Linked DNA regions of Capsicum annuum: region 1 is linked to region 2. A link is a contact called in public Hi-C data. All regions are on one chromosome and are shown on one strand. Each heading gives the region's core, a stretch centred on a gene start, on an enhancer-like site or on the middle of the called end of the contact. The rest is flanking DNA. Distances are from core to core; before and after follow the strand shown.

Region 1 (5,984 bases), core at 300-2,799, 81 kb after region 2:
TGAGTACGAAGCAGTGTCCTTCCAGTGATGATGAGAAGGAAGATATGAAGAAAGTTCCTTATGCTTCAGTTATTGATAGTTTGATGTATGCAATGGTTTGTACAAGATCAGATATTGCTCATGTTGTTGGTATTGTTAGACGTTTTCTTTCTAATTTGGGAAGAGAATATTGGATTATTGTGAAGCGGATTATGAGATATGTCTGTGGTACTTCTAGTCTGAGTTTGTGTTTTGGTACTGGGAAGCCTATTCTTTATGGTTATACAGATTCAAATATGGTTGGTGATGTTGATACTCACAAGTCTACTTTAGGTTATTTGGTTACTTTTGCAGGGGGAGTTGTGTTTTGGCAATTCAGGTTGCAAAAATGTATTGCTCTATCTACTACAGAAGGTGAGCTTATGCCCAAGACTATGAGGCATATATATAGATCTTTTTAGTTCTTATTTCACCATTACAAAAGAGAGTTTTAGCAGCCACAAAAGAGAAAAAGAGTGCAGATTTTTGCCTAAATTTTTCAGTCACAGTTGTCAACTTCAAATTGCGATTTCCGCTTTGTTTCATGTCCGATTAAGTTGATTTTTGGACTGCTTATTTCTCTCATCTCCATGTTTGATTAGGAACTGACGGGGTGAATTTGATGGCCTGTATCTCCTATTTTTTATTCCCAAACAGCAGCTATATTTTGGTGTTTGTGCTCCTTTTTATTCTCTTATTTTGGTGTTATTTTATTGTATTGTTACTTATTGTTTGGCACTTGTTTGGTGGCCATTTTGGAGGACAATATTGTAACTCTTGGTGATTATAATAGAGGTTTTGGTCCCGTGATTTTTTTACTCTTCACAACTAAAAAATTTTCACGTAAATTTGGTGTCTTGTGTGATTGTCTTTATTCTCGACTTATCGTATTTGTATGGTGATTTATTTGTTGTCATTACTTTATTTTACTTGAATTTGTTTGTCTCCTCTTGGTTCAAATTAAAAGGAAAAGTTTAGACTTGAGTATTCTTCCGATGCTACCCTGTCGGACATTTTAATTGTGCCCTTGCCTCTTTCCCAACATACTATTCAACTCTCTTTTTTATCCCTCCTCTGTGTCACACTCTTTTCTTTTTTATCTATTTAAAAAACAATGTCATCTTATTATAAGTAAATATAATAATTTTAAATTCTATTTTATTTTTAGTGAAATAATTTATAATCATACAAATGTTCAACGGTTATTTTAGGCCACAAGATTTTAAAATTCTTTTTTTTTCTTAAACACAATGTCAAGTTAAAGGATGTCTGTCACAGAGGAAGTTATCAATGCACTTAATTTTAAAATTATTAATGGTTTTTTTTTATTCGTTAAAATGACTAAAGCTTTGAATTGCAACGAAACAAATATGAATAGGTAGTCAAAGCCTCAAAGGTATTGTTTACCATTAATTAGCTATATGCGTTTGAGTGGTCAATTTGCTTTCGTTTCTAACTTTATATTCAATATTTATATTAGAGTCCAATTAAATTGAATTTATGTTGCAAAATCCCATATTGAGAGATAAAGTATCACCCAAAAAATTCTTGTGAACAAAAAATAGCAAATGCACATTAACATGACTACCAGAATTTGAACTGTATGAATCTTTGGAATAACAGTAATTGTAATTCTTTATTTATCATCCATTAAATTAGTACGAGAACTTAGAACTTATTCTCACGAAAGAATAGGTTTTTTATCAAATTTGTTTCTTCCTTTTTGGTGTTGAAGTAAATCATTTCGCTTTCAATCGGGTGAAGTGCAAAGTATCATTAATTAATGATTCAACGAAAAAGACTCAAAAATATCCCTGAACTATCTGAAATAGCTTAAAAATGCCCCTCATTAGATTTTTGGCTCAAAAATACCCCTCCGTTAAATATTTGGTTCAAAAATACCCTTTCCTCTAACGAAATTCGGAAAAGGATCAAAAATGCCCCTGAACTATCTGAAATGACTCAAAAATACCCCTCTGTTAAATATTTGGCTAAAAAATACCCCTCCCCTTAACGAAATTTCACCAAGCATGCCACCTAGATAAAAAAAAAACTACGTGACTATGCCACATTACCATTCACATATAAAATGTTAGTATTTTTTAATTATATGACATTTCTTTCTTCTTTATTTTTATTTTTATTGAAAAACGTTAGTGAAACGGACAAAACTTACACTGCTTTTAAATTTTTAATCAAAGTAGACAAATGGTGGTTACATAATATTTTTTTAAAAAAAAATTATTAAATGTAACATCGCTATTATTAAATTCCTTTGATCATCTAAAAAACAAGTCTTTTTTTGTTAATAGATTTAAAAGTGTGAAATCCAACAAAAGAGTCTTATTAAACTGATAAACCCATTAATTATTAGACCAGTATAAAAGTTAAAATTAAGATTTACTCGTAAAAGTAACAAATTTCAAACTAAACTTCAAATTAGTTACTCAAAAGATGTGTTTGGCTTTGCTAGCTTTTACTCAAAATGTTTATGTTAAAATAATTTAATAAATACCTCCTCTAATCTAAAATTAATGAATCTTTGAATGTGGCACACATCTTCAAAAAGTTAATGAATGACATAATTAAAGAATAATTTATCAATATTAAGTATCATTTTACTTCTTTTCAAACTTGTTCTAAAAATAATAAGATTATTCATCAAAACTAAATTTAGAAAAATGAATTCATTTCGAATGATTAAACAAGTGTTAAAAGGAATTCATTTATTTTGAAAAAGAATTTGCATGTAGTAAATTCAACTCAATTATTAGTACATCAACATTAGCTAGCTTAAAAGTTAAAATTCTAGCTCCTCCTCCGAGTCAACATCAGATCAAGATCAAGCCCCTCATCCCAAACGACAATAACAAGATGAAATTTAGAACTTTTAAAACACTAATGAAAAGGTGAAATCTAGAACTTTTATAACACTAACGAAGTAATTAGCAAAAGATTGGTTCTTTGGTTTTTTCGTTTCACTGCTTTGCAAAAAAATAAAAATAAAAATAAAGAAGAATGAATGTCATATAATTAAAAAATACTAACATTTTACATGTGAATTATAATGTGGCATAGTCACGTGATTTTTTTTATTTAGGTGACATGCTTGGTGGAATTTCGTTAAAGGAAGAGATTTTTGAGCCAAATATTTAACAGAGGGATATTTTTTAGCCATTTCAAATAGTTCAGGAATATTTTTTATCCTTTTCCGAATTCCGTTATATGGAGGGGTATTTTTTAACCAAAAATCTAACGAGGAGCATTTTTGAGTAATTTCAGATAGTCCAAAAGTATTTTTGAGCCTTTTCCGATGATTCATCTATAATCAAAAACCTTAATCAGTGTACTTAAATCAAGATTAGAGTATTTTGAATGTCATTTACAATCCATTAATTAATGATTCAATAATATTCCAGTTCAACTTTATGTTACTCCGCTATTAACTTTATGTTGATTATGAGCCAACAGACACCTGGAATAGTAATAGAATAGCAGGTTCAACAGATAATCTTACCTTAAAGCTTAATTTGGTGGAAGATAGACAATGTGAAATCGCTTCGTATAGGAAGAAAAAGAACAGTAAATTAATACTGAGAAATGGTAGTTATTTAAATTAACATAAAATTATGATTGAATCTTGCACATTGGGAAACAACCCACGCAGACTGCAAATATGTGTTTACGTTGAACTTAGTGAAGTAGAAAAGGCAGCAGCTTTGGACTGGGAAGACAATAAAGACATCTCTCTTCCTGTGAACTTACATATATATATCAAAAAAACTTACTGTTGACAACAGCAGTATACTCAATTCTCTTAAGTTTTCAACAAAATTGCCTCATCTACAGGAGTAAAGCAGATATGGCCACAGCATGTATATACATCTTATACAAGAGACTATTCTATCCTAGAAACGTCCTAAATAACCTGCTACAAAACTATCTCCAACATTCTCAGATTTCCGAGCTCTGTGCACAACTCTATGTAGGGAAAATATGGTACCGTCCGGTCCTGACAAGTGATGTATATGCTCCCTGATACCTCAGTATGCATGACTAGGTAGAGCAGACTGCTGGAAGGTGATCCTTAGCTTTCAAAACAAGGTGTCGGAAGACAAAATCCCTGAGGTGCACACCGTTGAGGGAGAGGCTTCTATAGATTTTCACAACTAAGTTCAGAGATATTGCCGTAAGCTTTCACCACTCATCAATTCCATCTCCTTGAGAATTTCTTGTGCAAGAGACTTGACAGGAAGCTCAACATCTTCAAGCAGTTCCCCAAGGAAGGGAATGGTCTCGGCCAATAAGACCAGATATTCTTCTTTCAGATTCTCCACCATATACTTAACAATTCTCAACCCCAGCATTCGGGAACGCACCTTCTCACTACGAGTTTGCATCAGCACCTGCATATATGGTGTGAGCAGTCAAAATCTCTTTTTCAAAAACTATACGGTTTTTATGAAGCACACCAAAGGAGCGAATGAATGATCTTATCAAGACGAGAAGAGGAGACAAAAACAACAACATGCCCAGTATATTCCCACCAAGTGGGGTCTGGGGAGGGGTAAGTGTACGCAGTCCATACCACTACCTCAAATGTCAGATAGAGAGCACGAGAAGAAGAGAATTTCATGTAAATTGATCAACGGCCCCAAAACAAAACAACTTCATCCATGTATCCCCTAGCAGTTGAGATGAAGAATAGAATTTGCTATTAAACAGAATTGAGAAACTATACCCAAAATCTTGCCAGGATGAGCAGGCAGACTCAAATTCTTTTGGTAACTCCCACAACATAGAAGCATGGTTTAGTTTTCCCTTCATATTGCATTTAGTATTATTCTCAAATGTGACAAATGAACTAACCAAATGTAGAATAAGCTTTGGATGCAATTAGTTCAAACAAATTGCATAATGCAATTAGTTCAAACAAATTGCATAGAAGGAAAAAACTATATATCTTATAGCAGCCCAACTGACATGAAACAACCTGCTTAGATCGGCAGAATTCATCAAAAGAAGTGCCCAATTGATCTCAGTGATCAGCTGGAGAGGAAAAGAAGAAATCAAACACATATCTATAGTTCGTATCATTCTTCTCAACAGAGATTCTGGGGTCCCTACGGTAGGAGCTTATACAGAAAAATTTACATGAAACATATTTAATCCCAGGAATTTATCCACTGTGAACAAAGAACTAAATATAGATGATATTAAGCAATAAACGCTGTAAAAGTAAATTTAGTAATCACCTCATGGTTTAGCGGCTTCCAGAGGAGGTCAGAACCAGCAGTTACAGCCATCCGACCAACACATGCAACTAATAGATCATCAACTTCTTCCACTGAAGGCACGTTGGGGTATTGCACCAGGGCAGCTGGTGGGTCTGTTAAAAGCTGTGACACTATTGGTTTTAAAAGAACCTAATCAAACATGAAGAATGTCAGTCGAATGAGGGAACTACAAAACAACAGTTGGAAATATTTATGGCACTTCCATCTGTACAACATCAAGAACCTAACTTCTGCTCATACAACCTTATTGAGTACAACACATTTTTACACCTTATACGACCAAGCATATTTTCAATTAATTGTATGCAGAGCAACTTGTATTCAGGAAAATCATAAATCAAATTAACAACAACAATGTTGGAAGAAACAAATAACCACTGACATCACCCAACTAAAGTACCTTCTCCAGCTTTTACGATATACCTCTGTTTCAGTTAAGTTTGTAACAAACGGGAGATGCTCATGACCACCACTCCACCCCAGAAAAAAAAAAAAAAAAACACCTCACATACACAGAAAAAATGGATCAAAAGTTGTAGAACTTTAAGAGAATACATGCCTAGGTTTGCATATCAAGATTCATTGTTGAGTAAGAATAAATAACAAAATATGCTATAGGATATGTTAAGACGTTGTGTATTTAACTACATAATATTTACTTAGCTTAAT
Region 2 (5,892 bases), core at 721-3,220:
AATTTATACCCATTTTCGTATATTTTTTATGTAATTATACCTATTCCGCGTCGAGTTTAGTGGGTGCCGGAGCACCCAAAGTTGATGTGTAGGTCCGCCCCTGCATGTGTAGGTTTTTAAATAAGAAGAAAACAAATTCCTCCTAAATCCAGAAAGCAAACTTTTTCAATGCAAACAAACATTTCCAGGGACCCAAGAAAACGATAATTATGGAGAAATATAATAGTATCACGGCTAAAATATTTTTAAAAAAAAACTAGGAGGAAAAAAAAAGGAAGAAAGTCAAGTTCCATCTATGCTTTTCAGATTCAGAAACACTGATTGTTGAGATGTCACCAAAAAAGGTGAAGAGAAAAGGAAACAATCAAAGTACCAAATATTTAAACCAACTTAATAAAAGGTCAGTGCACTAATATCTTGATTCAAACCGCATATAGATATCTAATAATTGAAGTCCCTTCAAAAGGGAAGATAAAGTAAATTACTCATTCCAGTTGTGAGAAAATGATTGACAGGGACTCTTTCCAAGGCACCAAATGGCAAAATCAAGATCCCCCATTTTTGCCCTGAAGATTTTGTAGTATATTAACTAATAGTAGAAGAAAACAGAAAATTGAAATGTTTTTCAAGCTGTGGAAATCAAGCATCTCCTGCCAGATGTTACAACTCTTTTAAACGACTAATCTACTCTTTTCTTATTCTATTTCCAAGACAAGAAACTTCTTTGAATGCACACCACACATAGGCTTAAAGATTAGCTTTTTTTATACAACAGCATACCCAGTTTATTCCTACATAGGTGAGGAGGACAGAGTGTACGCAGACTATACCACTACCCAAAGATTAGCTTTTTTTTATAATCCTGATTTTTGAGCCACTTTGCACACACCTTATACCTCTACTGAGATTTGATCATAAGACCTCATGCTCCTCCTCAACCCACTTTATTGACCATTAGGTCACACACTTGGTTGCCAATAGGCTAAAACATTGTTAGCAGTGAAGTCTTTGAGTTTTAAAATTATGGGATCACAATTTTAACACTTGTTGATATTTTAGTAATTCTTTTACCATATACATTAGGTTCAATTGAAAACCATAGAGCAGAGGCACATGAGATGAATGCCATACAATGCAACAAAGCAAGAAGCAAGAGCCATACCTCTAATCAATTGAGCTAAAGTGCCATGTCGATAAAAAGGATGTACCATCAATTTCTCTCCTCTTGGCCCTGCATAAAATGCACACAAAGGCACCAAATTAGGATGCCTTAAAGACCCCAAAAGCTCCATAACAGGCACCACTTCTTTCATTGTCACAGTACAAGCTGGTCTCAAGAATCTCAACAATGTAAGCCTATCAATACTCAACAAAGTAGCCCTGTATAAAGTCCCATAACTTGATTTCCCTATAACTTCTCCAGGAGCATCCAAGATGTCATACACAGTAAGATCTTCACCATCTTGAAACTTTATTAACAAATCTTTTTCAACCCCATCTCTTTCTTTAACCTCAAAACTAGCTTCTACATCTCTAGAAACAGTTTCCCTTCTTTTTTTCGTACATAAATAGATCACTACCAAGAAAACTGTTATTGCAGTTAATGAGCTTGATAGTGTAATAAGTATGAGCATATGCTTATGTTCCATTTTCTTTAATGAAAAGGGTCTGACACTGCTGAAAAAGATTGAAAATTTTATGACATTTTGAAGGAAAAAATAAAGGAAGATTCAAGATTTGGTTAGAAGGGGCAAGTATTGAAAATGTGTGAAAGGGGAATGTAATGATTGTTCATGGAAATGGAAAGAGAAGAAATCTAAAGGGGGGCTTGCGGAGATTGTGGGGAAACAAAATCAGGAAGAGGACTTTGGCTTTGAAAGAAAGTTGCCGCAGACAGAGGGGAAAAGAGAGAGAGAAAGCGAACAAGTCAGAAGAGGGGAGTTGGCAAGAGAAAGAGTACACATATGGAGGCATGTGTCTATTATATGGAAACAATTCTTTTCTTCATCACATCTCATGGTTATTACCCTATTCCTTTAAATTGATTTACCTCTTTTGATTGGGTACTAAGTTTAAAAAAGTTTTAAAAAAAAAATTAAATTTTTATAATTTTAAATTAAAGATATATGGCAAATCAAATATATTAAAATATTTTTAAATTTTATAATTTTAAATATGTCATATAAAAAATTAAAATTTAAAAAAAAAAAAGTTAAAGAGGAAAACATCATTCTTTTTTTAACATATTAAAAAAAAGACCAAACAACTATTATTTATTATACTAGATATTAGAGCACGTGCTAGCACCGACCTAATACATGTTATTTTTATCCCAATTTATATGGCAGATAAAATTTAAAAAGTCAATCAAGTTTTTTGTATGATTTTTAAATATTTTAAGATGTTAATTATTGATTTATAGTACGTTCTTTTTGTCTCAATTTATGTGGTACTGATGAAATATTTGAGAAAGTCAATCAAATTTGTTATATAATTTTTAGATGTTTTAAGTTGTTAATTATTACTTCCTCCGTTTCAAAAAGAATGGTCTAGTTTAACTTCGCATGAAATTTAAGAAAAATAAAGAAAACTTTTGAATCTTGTGATCTTAAATTAAAGATATGTCAAATGTACCAAAATTTCCTTCAATCTAATGGTCTTAAATATGTCACGTGAAAAGTTAGAATTAAAAAGTTGTTTAAAAAGAAAAAGAATAGAAAGTGGTTATTCTTTTTTAAATGGAGAGAGTATGATTTTATAACACATTCTAAGTAATTTTCCAATTTATATGACATTGATTGAATTTTAAAAGTCAAACCAATTTTCTGTACAACCTTTAAATTTATTGGTTCTTGTGATTTATATTACTTTTTACGATATTTTAAAATAATATATAACTTCATCTATCTCAATTTAAGATGCATTGATAAAATTTTGAGTCAATCAAAAATGTTATGTGTCTTTAAATAATTTAAATTGTTAAAATTTATAATATTTTTTACGTAATTTTTAAATATATAATAAATTTAAAAATAAATTTAAAAAAAATTACAAAAATACTCTCGATCAAAAATAAACACGACAACTGTCAGCTCTTTGCTCATTGGCGTTATCATAGTAGTAATACGCTCTATTATGTTCTTGTATTAATTGACTCGCCATTCCTCCATATCCTCACCAAAATAGGGTACCTTATTTCTCCAAAATCACATCTTATTTTTTATTTTATTTTCTTATAAATTTCATAGTGTTAATATTTAGTGTGTCATTACAAATGTTTAATATCACATAATTCAATATATATATATATATATATATATATATATATATATATAAAGTCTCTTGTACTTTCTTAATATTTATATCCAATTAAAGTAAGACACACAAATTAAATATACAGAGTATATATACTCCTTCCATTTCACTATATTTGACCCTATTTCCTTATTATTTCATTTTTTATATTTTCTTAGTGAAAATTCTTAGTCACATAAATATCATGATATATTTGAAATCACAAGTTTGAAAAATCATTATCACGCAATATACGTTTTTCAAGAAGTTCTAAAAGTTTTTTTTAAAAAAATTTTATATCGAGTCAAATAAAGTATAACTCACAGAATATGTAGCGGAGCCAACATATATTCAAGTGATGTCAATTAAGATCAACCTTTTGATGTATATATACTATACATTGATTCCATTTAACTTTTGTGTGGATTTATTTTTTTATATTTTGATACTACTTAGTGAGAAAGTTAACTCTATCATCGGATGGAGTAATAATTAGGAAGAACTAAATAACTTTATTATTATATAATATATAGTATATGGTATAGAGTTTTTTTTTTTTTCGGTTGTTGAGGTATCCCACAGCCGGCACCAGTAAATCTAATCCTCCGTTCCTTCAGCGCATTTTATGGTAGGAAACTGGCCACAGAGTTTGCTCCATTCGTCAGGGGCGGGGATCGAACCCCCGACCTCTTGCTTAAGGGACGTAGCGTTGAACCACTATGGCAACTCTGATGGTTATGGTATCGAGTTAATCTAGTCCATTTCATACTTGTTACTAGGCCTGGGCAACAAGTTTGAGCAGGCTCCGGACTTGATTTGGCTCACCTATATTTAGTTCGCCTCAGTTTGGTTTGCTTTTGATTAAAATTTAATTCAATTTGGCTTAATTTAACTCGATTAAAGCAAGGGTCAGTAAAATTCGGGCTCGGTTGACTCGTTTTGATCGTATCATGATTACTATAAAATCAAAATTCATCCATTGATCTTAATTAATTTTACAAAGTGCGTGTCAATTTAATAATCATTATTTGTTATATTCAATTTATAATTTTATACTTCTTTAATTAATTTAATATAAAAAAATTATTATAGCATCGTTAATTAAAATTATTATATGGTTGGTATAAAATGCAATTAATATTTTAAATTTAAGAGTTAAATTAAATAAATTTAATGTTGTACAAATTTTTAAAATTTACTGTTGATTTATTTTTGTTAATTTTATTTTTCCTGAAAGTTCTTTTACATTTAATATAAAGTCAACATCATCTAAATTTGAGTTCTAATTTACATTAATATTTACCTTGAATGCAATCATCAAATTAAACTACTAATACTTATATTTTTCTTAATCAACTATTTTGATTTAATTTTTTTGATGGTGTAACATGCACTCTGTAGAACTAAACATTAAACTCAGGCTCCGCTCGACTCGAGCTAGATTATATTTGACAAAGCTCTATTAATATTAGTTTGGGTTTGATACTGATACGCCCAAATTACAACTCTCGTTAGAAAGTGTAAGCGGTCGCTGTCAAATATAGAACTCAACTGGGTTGGGTGTCGAATCCCACAGGGAATACTATGTTCACTAAGTATTGTGGTTGTTATTAGACTGTTGACCGAAGGTTCCAAAATAAAGGGGGGGTTTGATTTATCAATTGTAGTCAAATATTTGTAGAAAGTAATCCAACTGTAGGTTGTAATGCAAATAGTAATTCAATAAAATAAGTCATACTAGAGTTATGGTTACCAAGATGCTTAAGTAGCTAGGGTTGTGAACTATTTTGGATTCTTAATGAACAATTCTAATTGCAAGAGTAGTTGAATTCTCTGGTTTACCCATTAGTTTCTCAACCTAAATGAGTAACTTATCCTTTAATTCTTTCAAACTTAAGGAACATATTATTTATTCAACTATATTCTCACATGGATTGATCCGGTTAAGGCATCTACCCTCTATCTAAAGGTTAAAGCCCTTAGATTTATATAAACCCTTTCTTTTTCCAACAAACACTTTTCTATTCGAACAAGGGTTGTTCTTGGGCTCACTTTTCAAGTTTGCAACCAAGAAAAATCATTAAAATGAAGAAGGGTTTATGCAATGTCAATTAATCATGAGAATCTACTAGATTCACAACCTCCAATCAGCTATTCACATCAAGACTCCCATAACCCTAGTTATGGGAGCTTAGCCATACCTCTCCATAACAGAAAGAGAAGAAATCATTGTGTTATTCATAAATTAATTCAAAATTTACTTACAAAAGTCACAATTATTGTTCTTCAATCTTCAGTGGAGAAAATGATAATGAAATCTAGATCCACAATTCTCTAATGAATCTTAAATAATAACTATGTACAATATGTTTTCTAGTATGAAAAACTCTCATAAAGATAAAAGATAAAACCTAAAATTGAGTATTTATATGTTCCCAGGTAAAAGAAATTTAAAATTCAAATATTATAAAATCCACATCCAAAGTGAAAACCAAAGTGGTGGTCCGTCGCACGACTGACGGTCCACTATTTGGTCCGACACAGCTGATCCTAGAGGGTCACATTCTGGTTAAGACCGACGGTCTACATGGTGGTCCA

Evidence for each region. Hi-C and Micro-C count contacts between places; a contact is called where the count stands out from the background.
Region 1: a Hi-C map of leaf shows a contact between it and region 2, with 3 times the contacts expected there. The contact joins the enhancer-like site here to the promoter of LOC107863534 in region 2. A contact is called at or near these places in 3 of 5 Hi-C or Micro-C datasets (leaf and placenta).

The regions. Positions count from the first base shown.
Region 1 is chr3:177,525,307-177,531,290 of UCD10Xv1.1, forward strand. LOC107863533 reads right to left here. Exons shown (of 39, transcript XM_047408466.1): 38 at 5,274-5,444; 39 at 3,769-4,424. The coding sequence ends at 4,194. Among protein-coding and RNA genes, the nearest start is that of LOC107863533, 39 kb to the right of the region's middle. Within about 2 kb of position 1,550, at least 1 of the 5 cell types and tissues checked has an H3K27ac peak or open chromatin away from gene starts, as enhancers often do. A contact at or near this core is called in leaf, where this site is marked.
Region 2 is chr3:177,443,569-177,449,460 of UCD10Xv1.1, forward strand. It overlaps LOC107863534 (putative kinase-like protein TMKL1), which reads right to left and starts at 1,971. Exons shown (of 2, transcript XM_016709487.2): 1 at 1,163-1,971. The coding sequence starts at 1,649.